Linked DNA regions of Mus musculus: region 1 is linked to region 2. The links are chromatin contacts, called in public targeted proximity ligation maps. All regions are on one chromosome and are shown on one strand. The core of a region is the stretch at or near the end of the contact, and the rest is flanking DNA. Distances in the headings are between cores, read along the strand shown. Region 1 overlaps Pacs1 (phosphofurin acidic cluster sorting protein 1). Region 2 holds the start of Yif1a (Yip1 interacting factor homolog A (S. cerevisiae)).

Evidence for each region.
Region 1: a contact with region 2 is called in a targeted proximity ligation map of bone marrow-derived macrophages, with 2.8 times the contacts expected there. A contact is called at or near these places in 3 of 39 promoter capture datasets (the HPC-7 cell line, embryonic stem cells and macrophages), 6 of 130 datasets of targeted methods (the SCID.adh cell line, bone marrow-derived macrophages, embryonic stem cells and 1 more) and 3 of 9 other capture datasets (adipose tissue, liver and pancreatic islet).

Annotation. Positions count from the first base shown.
Region 1 is chr19:5,177,024-5,181,968 of GRCm38.p6, forward strand. All of the region lies in intron 1 of Pacs1 (phosphofurin acidic cluster sorting protein 1), which reads right to left. Among named protein-coding and RNA genes, the nearest start is that of Gm30840, 54 kb to the left of the region's middle.
Region 2 is chr19:5,086,507-5,090,991 of GRCm38.p6, forward strand. It overlaps Yif1a (Yip1 interacting factor homolog A (S. cerevisiae)), which reads left to right and starts at 2,032. Exons shown (of 8, transcript NM_026553.4): 1 at 2,032-2,242; 2 at 2,913-3,124; 3 at 3,266-3,370; 4 at 3,498-3,576. The coding sequence starts at 2,212.

The DNA.
Region 1 (4,945 bases), core at 563-3,062, 90 kb after region 2:
AGGAATAGGAATGACAGCAGAATCCTTACACATGCCTAACAAAGCCTCACTCAGGAGAAAGCCTTTCCTGTTTGAAGATACGGGGTTCTGAATCCATCAGGAGGAGTTAAGGAAGCACAACCTAGGAACTGGGAACTGACGACCTCAAGCTGCATTCACCCGAGGGGGCGGTTTGCTTCTGCCTCTATGCATGAAACTACAAAGGATTGTTCTGGGAGAGCTGACCTTCATCACCAGAGACTGATAACCTAGGGCTGCCATGAGCCTGCACCGACAGCTCTAAAGTGACCCCCATTTCACACTAACTTCACTCCTTGACTGAGTACATCTTTCCTGGCAAACCTAGAGTTTACTGCCCTGATCCTGATTCTCATCTGTCCTTTCTCACTCAGAGATTAACTACTCTTTTGAAATGTAAAAAGCATCATGCTTTGGTTATTTCTTTATATATCACTGTCTTCTGAAGATTTCCACTGTACATATGAAATTAATGAAACAAGTATGATTTCCTCTCATTCCTTAAGAGTCTTAGCATCAGCCAAAGGGTGCACATAAGAACTACAGAGTGGAGGGGGACATCTTTCTCCCCTGTGGTTTCACACCACAGCTATTTTAAGACCTTGAAAACAAAAATTCCCAGACACGTCATGCACATATGGGTGGAACTAATTGGACTCAATGGTTATAATGAAGGAGGGGGGAGAAGATAAGGTCTGTGTGTGTGGGGGGGTGGGGGGTGTTGGGAAGCCTAGCAGGAGTGGAATAGGAGAGTTAGGTAAGAGTTAGATAAGATAAAAATACATTGTATACATGTATGAAATTCTCAAAGAATAAATAATTATAAACATTTAAAAAAAACCCTCTGGACGAGCACCTTCAGGTCTACTATGGGGCCCCTAACACATGAGGTACACATTTTAGACCTACTTAATCAGCTAGCTTTGTATAAGCAGACTTACAGACAATATGAAAATAAGCTAGCAGGCCTAAAAGTAATTTAATACTGGGGCTGGCAGAGACACTGGGGGAAAAACAATAGCAGGTCAGGCTCTACTAATAATCACTATCAAGGAAGAACTACAGTCAACCCTCTCCCTAATAATATAAAATAACCCTTATCCAATAGTATCATTTGTAGTTATTTATTTACTCATTCTTTAATGGACAATTGCCACACCCACTCCAGTGGAGTCTGCGTGACAAGTCCAAAAGCTGGCTGCAGTCCTGAGGCAAAAAGTTTCATGGAAACTGGTCTCCTGGAGTCTTTGGCGTCCCATAACACAGATGTATTTCAGATTTGTCCTTGAAATAGTTGGTGAAGGGTTCTGTGTGCTTTCCTTTAGTATTGTTTTATTATAGGTGCCCCCAAGGAATGATTTGACAAATAGCTAAGTTAGATTGAACATTGCTTCCTGGCTTTCACTCGTGTCCCAATGTCCTAGGCAGTCTTTGAGCAGACCCTGAGCTTGGAATTTTGTAAAAACATTACTTATTCAGATGAAATGCCTCCAGTGTTGAAAGAGAGATAGTGAAAGAAATCACACATTGCAATCTACTAGATAGAGTTGGAGATTTCAGGGCAAGTTTAACAAAGTAAGTTTAGAATTCTTATTATAGTCATGTATGGCAGACTACATTACCTAATAGAGGAAAGTTTGTGGGCTCCTCTGGTAAATGGAGGTCCCTCACAAAACACTTAGAATAACAGCTGAGTCACTCCCATATACAAGAATTTACAATGGTTTCGGAAGAAGCCTGGGCTGTGGTTAGGAGGAACTAGAGTATTGCATTACTTATGAAAAGGTTAGCAAGAGTGGAGCCCTCCCGAGTGCACACTTTCACAAGCCCAGAAGAATAGCACAGCTAGCTACTTACTAGGAGCCGGCTGGTGGTGGGTTACACAATCAATTAGAATTAGAACTATGGCTTGGGCGTGAGAGCCCTTGCCCCGGGGGTGTAAAGACCTCACACCCAGCTTCTAAGAATATGGCTGACCTTAGATAGGGCTGACTCCCAGTTGTTACATTGCCTGGTTCCTGCCAGTCTTTATGTACACATTTTTGTGTTTTGTGTAAAGAGTCATTATGCATCGAGTAACCTCAGTGTACCTTAGCTGACGTGTCACCTAACTTCCTAATTTTCTTCTGTAATATAAGTCTGATGCTTGCTTTGAGAAATTACATTCAGATCCAACACTCTCTTGTGTTTGTGCCTGTTTGTAACTTGCTGACTCCTTGCCCACCTGAATACTGGGACCCTGATTTCTCCCTCGGGTTGAGGGACTCTGATTGACCCAGCAATGTAAAAGATAGCTTTAAAAAATAAAATTATGAGCAAAGTATAGTGGTGGCTTTAATTCTAGCAATCAAGAGGCAGAGGCAGGTGAATTCAAGGCCAGTGTGGCCAATATAGTGAGTTTCAGGACAGCCAAGGCTACTTAGACACCCTATTTCAAAACAAACAAACAAACCAACCAACCAACCAACCATCAAACAATAATAAAATAAGGGGTCTAGAGAGACGGCTCAATGGTTAAGAATACATACTACTCTTGCAGAGGCCCAGAGTCTGTTTACCAGCACCCATGTTGGGCAGCTTACATTCCCTTGTAACTTCAGCTCCAGAGGTTATGATACCGCTCGCCTTCCCTGGCACTTACAGTGGCATATACATAATTAAATAGAAAACAAATCTTGAAAATACTTTTTAGGGCTGGAGAGATAGTTCAATGGCTAAGAGTACTGGCTCTTGCAGGAACTGAATCTGATTTCTCAGTACTGACTTGGTGGTCTCAACCATGGATAACTCCTTCTAGGGGATCCAACACCTTTTCAGACCTCTGCAGGCACCAGGCTTGAACACGGTACACATAGCATACATGTGTAGAGGGCACAAGGTTCTTGTGGTTTCAGATAAGCACTAGGGAAACGAAGAATGTTAAACACATAGGATTGTCTCTTGAACAGAAGGGATAAATACTTGTTTTCCACACAGAATGCTAGCAGTGAGTGTTGTTAATATCCTGGTGATCTATGCTATCTGCAGGGGCCAGGCCACACCTGAATTACCCAGACTACTATGTTTATCCCAAACTCTTCCTCCCTAGACCTTTAACTTGACCATTGTTTCTCAGTCAATAGAACCTAGGGGGAGAAGTCACATGTACTTTGTAGTTTGGTGACCTCTACAATTTCTGTATGAGTGAGACCACACCTGATACTCCCCTAGGCCTTAAGCTATAGAACCCATCTTTATGGAAGAGGTCACATGTACTATGCAAAAAAGTTTCAACGTAGTCATACCTTAAAGCTTTACTGTGCACATGAGACAAAACTGTACTATACTTAAATGTCTAAAATATAATAATGTCAGACTCCAGAAGTCTGAACCAACATCAGCTACTGAGCCACTGAACCGGGTTTCCTGCTTACCTCAGTCAGATGTTTCTCTGCTGGCCATGGCCCAAACATGCAGGTCAAATATTTATGCACATAAAATAAAATAAAATAAAGCTAAGCAATTTAGATTCTTAAGACGTCTTTGTGTGGGGGCACAGTGTGCCATGGCACACTCTAAGTCAGAAGGCGTTCTGCAAGAATTAGAATTGTTCTCTCCTACTATGTGGTCATCACCGTGACTGACCTGACGTGTTCAGGCTTGGTGGCAACTGTCTTCACCTGCTTAGCTACCATCTCACCAGCCCTTTTACTTGAGGGTTGTTTTTTTTAAGATTTATTTATTTATTATATGTAAGTACACTGTAGCGGTCTTCAGACACCCCAGAAGAGGGCGTCAGATCTTGTTACAGATGGTTGTGAGCCACCATGTGGTTGCTGGGATTTGAACTCAGGACCTTCGGAAGAGCAGTCGGTGCCATCTGTCCAGCCCCTACTTGAGGTTTAAAAGGTGAGTTTGTTTACTTTTTCCTAATTTCTTAGATGAAACCATTTTCTAATTAGTTATAGAACCAAGAAGAGTCCATCTAGTCCAATTGCAACCTCTTTTGGGCTAATAGTGATGATGATGATGATAATAATAATTATTATTATTTTTGTTTCCTTTCTTTATTCTAGCTGGGTTATTTGAGACAGGGTTTGATGATTCATCCTAGGTTGGCCTAGAATTTGCAACTCCCAGCCTTAGCTTCCCAGGAGCTGGGTGGGAGTCCAGGTGTTTGCTACCATATTCAGTTTGTAGTACCTTTATAAAGCTACCCCTTCTACAGGCCAAGTGAACCTTGTGTATATGTGTGTGTGTGTGTGTTCCCTGCAACAAACCCTTGATGGCTGTACTACTAACTAGGCAGTTCTCCATGTGCATCCTCAGATGTTAGCTAGAATGTACCAAGGTTTAGAGAGTATACTTTCACTGCCTAAGGTTCAAACTAGACAAAGAAAACAGCTGAAAGTCCAGTGTGAATCAATACAGTTGTAATTCCAGCCACTTGTAAAACTGAGGCAGGAGGATTTCAAGTTCAAGGCCAACCTGGGCATTTTAGGGAGACATCTTATGTAAGGATTAAAAAGGGCTGGGAATGTAGCTCAGCATAGCACTGTCATAGCATGGATGATGTTCCAGAACTAATCCTCAACATGTGAGACAGAGAGGGAGGGACATAGAAAGCCTTTGCTTATTTCTAGTTCTCTAAGCCAACAAACTCATTATTTCAAGTCTCTCCACAGCCCTTCCTTTTCAGATTTTTCCATTGTAGGTCAAGCTTTTTTCCTTCTTTGAAGTCTGCAGTTTTCCTACTTCTTCAAGCTTTCATCTAGTTCTACCTTGAGCTAAAGGACAGAGACTATGTCATCCTCTTTCTTGGATACTTCCAATTTGCAACAGAGTAATGTGAAAGAAAATGAGCACTATGTAGCTTATTTAATTAAAACTATCCAATGTAAAAATACTAAGAAAAATTATGTTTCACCCCACTAAATATAAAGCCCAT
Region 2 (4,485 bases), core at 782-3,281:
TAGGTGTTAGGAATGACATAGTTCCTGTCCTCATGGAAAATATTCAGGGAAAATCTGATTAAAGAGGGGTTTAGAACCCAGACTCTAGCCATCACTCTGGGCCATGGTCAAGCCTCCGTTCCCTTTGTCCCTCTGTAAGGGCTAAAGTGATCCCCCCTTTTATTTTTATTTTTTAAAGGTGTATTTATTTTATGTATGAGTGCTCTATCTGCACGTACACCTGCATGCCAGAAGAGGGCATCAGATCCCATTACAGATGGTTGTGAGCCACCATGTGGTTTCTGGGAATTGAAGTCAGGACCTCTGGGTTTTTTTGATTGTTTGTTTGTTTGGTTGGTTGTTTTTTTTTTTTTTTTTTTCTGAGACAGGGTTTCTCTGTATAGCCCTGGTTGTCCTGGAACTATTTTGTAGACCTCGAACTCGTGATTTTGTAGGCTGGCCTTGAACTCGTGATCCTCCTGCCTCTGCCTCCTTCACCAAATCCTACCGGCGTACGCATCCACAACTGGCAAGATTTATTTATTTATTTTATATATACAATACACAATAGCTGTATAGATAGTTGTGAGCCATTGTGTGGTTGCTGGGACCTTCGGAGAGCAGTCAGCCAATGCTCTTAACCACTGAGCCATCTCTCCAGTCCCGATCTCCCCCCCCCCCCAAAATTAATTACATGTTAAATGTATTTGTTCTGTGTATCTCTCTCTGGGCGGGATGGTGCAAAGAGGTGCACTTTAACATAGCTCGAGTGTACAAATCGGAGGAAGATTTTTCGGAGTTGGCTCTCTTCTTCCACCGTCTGGGAATTGAATTTAGGTTCTCAGGCTTGGCAGTCTGCTGAGCCATCTCACAAGCAAGCTAACATGACTCTTAAAGGATTTGGACAAATGGATAAAAAGGGAAAGGCATATCTCCCGCATCCCAGGCGGAGGAGCAAAAGCAGCTGTTGGACAGCATGGGCTGAGTTTGGGGATCAGAAAAGTCTGACCTTATGCAACTAAACGCTGAGTAGTTAGTCAGCTGTAAGTATCCGAGGGTGTGTCATGCTATCTAGAGAATAGTACCTGACAGTCTGTGAGAGAGGGACCCTTGGAGGGATTGTCTCCAGCGACGATGGGAGTGGTTACAGCCTGGGTGGGAAGAAAAGAGCCTAGGAGACTAGGAGTGAAGCTTACGGGCCTCACTTGGAGATCACAGGACTGGTGATGACTCAGGAGACCTTCAGGAGACAGGTCACTACACCTCTGCCTCCCAAATCTCCCGGACCACTGGAGAAAGCGATGGAACAAGGCCCAGTACAGATTCCTGTCCCATGTATACCACCAGGACTTCGTATCTTCTGGGTGGTCTCAGTTTCTGTCTCCTGCCCCATGCGTGAGCGCGTGTGTGCGTGTGAGTGCGTGTGTGCATAACGTATTGAGCGCGATTCCAAACCCTCCCAGCAGAGGCCCTCGGGGATGAGCCCAGCGGCGGACTCTACAGGGCATTTTCAGCACCAGCCGACGGACAGCACCAGTTCTGAAAGGAGTGGGAGGGCGGAGGAGGAGTCAGCGTTCCAGGGCTCAGGGCCGCGCTGTCACTCTCCCGGTGCGGGCAACAACAACAATTTCTAGCAGGCCGGAGCTCCAAAACAGGATGGAGTGAATTGGAGGAAAGAGCACAGAGTAGGGGCAGGGATCAGTCAGAGCTTGACCGACCGCCGCATTCCTCTTGGACTGCATTGCGGCGGAGCCAGCTTTGTGCCCTGACTAGTTGGGTCGGTCAGGACTTTAATCTTCCTATTGGCGTAGTCGTGGCAAGGAGCGTCAAGCGCCTCTTGGCGCAGACGCGGAACTAAGTTACAACTCCTTCTCACCTATTGGCTGGTAGCGCCGCAAATTAGCCAGCCTACTAGTCAATCCGAGAACATCTTGAGTAGCTCCGCCCCCTATCTGTCGGAAGTTGAATATGACAAAACCCGATTGGAAGAGAGCTCACCAGTAGCCAATTGAAAGTGTAAAGGGGGAGAACCAGCTCTTCCGACGAGCCAATGGTAGACAGCGAAGTGTGACGCCAAGGACATGGCGGCCGCGATCGGACAGCCCTGGGACGTGTCGGGCCGTCGGGTAACTTCGGTCAGGACCAGGCAAGAGAAGTAGCTGTTTCAGTAGTGTTCGTACCCACGACTCAGCGAAGTACCCACGACCCTTGGGTAGAGCGAACGTCACGGCCATGGCTTACCATTCGGCATATGGAGTCCACGGTGCGTGAGGAGTGGGGAGGGCGGGGCGCGGCCTGGCAGCGGGGAGCCAAATACGCTGAGAGACCCACTGGTTCTGTTGGAGAGGGTCTGCAGTGACCGCTGCCCAGGGCGGGGAGAGTGTCTCTCGGGTTCCTGCCCTGCCACACTGCAGCGTGTCCTGGACTTCGCCCTTACTAGCCAGTCCTGAGATCAGGCTGCGACAGCACTACTGGGATCCTCAAGTCTAATCCTGCTTGTACCGAATTTGCCTCCAGAACTTCCTTTCCCTCTTACAACTCGGGCAGCATTCCTGACCACTGTCCAGGGACTCCGAATAGCCAATATTGCCTTTTCTACCTGTGTTAAGTCAAGGAATGTCTTTGCGGTGATTGTGCCCAAGCAAACGTCTTTTCACTCGCTAGTACTCAGAGATCATTTCCCTTGAGAGACTTCCTAGAAACCCCAAATGGGTAGCCATGTTTAGGCACACCTTTCCCACTGCATGCAGTAAATGATCCCCCACCCTGACCCCCCGAAGGATAGGAGATCGACTTTAAAACTCATCCTGCCTTTTCCTCAATTGTTCGGTGCCTTAGGACCTATGCACAGCTTCCCAGCCTGGGGAAAGGGCAGTGGTCTGGGTTCTTGCTCTGTAATTCTGTAATCTACTTTGGTCCTCTCACACCTGCAGGTTCCAAGCATAGGACCCGGGCAGCTCCAGACCCTCCTCCACTCTTCGATGATACAAGTGGTGGTTATTCCAGCCAACTGGGCGGATACCCAGCCCCAGGAGCTGATGTAGCCTTCAGTGTCAACAACCTGCTTGGAGACCCAGTGGCCAATATGGCAATGGCCTATGGCACCTCCATAGCATCCCAAGGGAAGGACATAGTGCACAAAGAGGTGTGCCCTGGGCTCCCGGGAGGAGGGAGGCAGGGCTTCTGGCCAGGGTTGGGGTGTCACAGGATCCCATCTTACTCCCCAGGCATCCTTTAGGAAGGATCACGGTAGGGCTCATCCATAGCCTCTTCTCTTTACTTCCAGCTGCACCGTTTTGTGTCCGTGAACAAACTCAAGTATTTTTTTGCTGTGGACACAGCCTATGTCGCTAAGAAGCTAGGGCTATTGGTCTTCCCATACACACATCAGGTGAGCTTCCCACCAGGAGAGCTGGCCAGCCTCTCCCCACTCGCGGATAACCTGACTGATCATCAGATCTCAACCCTCTCTCTCTTTCTCTCTGCTCCTGTTTACCCGACCACCTCGCCACGGCCAGAACTGGAAAATGCAATACAGCCATGATGTGCCTCTGCCCCCGCGGAAAGATCTCAATGCCCCTGACCTCTATATCCCCAGTGAGTCTCTGATGTGGGGCTTGGCCACAAAGGGGACTTGTGCCTTGAGCATAGTTAGGAAGACGATTCTGTTAATGACCCAGCGTTCATTCCTGGAGCTTTCCACGTGGGACTGTTACTAGACACTAAGTTGACAGGATGACCAGTAGGAAACTTCCTGAATGACCTTGATTTTTTTTTTTTTTTTTTTTTGGTTTTTCGAGACAGGGTTTCTCTGTGTAGCCCTGGCTGTCCTGGAATCCTGGAACTCACTCTGTAGACCAGGCTGGCCTCGAACTCAGAAATCTGCCTGCCTCTGCCTCCCGAGTGCTGGGGTTAAAGGCGTGCGCCACCACGCCCGGCACTTTCCTGACTTTTAAAGTGGACCCTGTCTCTCTCCAGCCTGGAGCTCAGGGTTTCACTCGGCCCAGCAGTTCCCAGCTGTAGGGCTTCAGACTTTGGATCCTCACAGCTGCCTGCGTCCCCATGGCGCTTGTCAGGCTACCTACTTGCCTCTGCACTTCACTCTGTCCTGTTGGCTAAGAAGGTTCAGGCTCAGGGCACACACAAGGAAAGCAGATATACTAGGGCAGAGCTGTCTGGAGGAGCTGTCAGGAAGGGCAGCCGCTAAGGTTGTTCCATCCTCTGTTCCTCTCATGATCTGTTACAAAGCTGGTATTGCCATCCTTTGTCATATGCTGAAGTCAAGGCTATAAGGCCTTAACTGCCCCATCGCTTACAGGTAGCAGTCCTGTGCCTTCTGGTGGCTCCATCAACCTGGTGTCTGGGGAGTTGAAATTGCTGCTGAAGCCTGCCTGGCTCCCTACATCTTTGAGCTCCTGTGAAAACAGCTCATAGTTAACCAGGGGTTTCTGCATGGCCAGTGGTCAAACTCATAATTGTTGGTGGAGAGGGACCCTATTCCCAGAA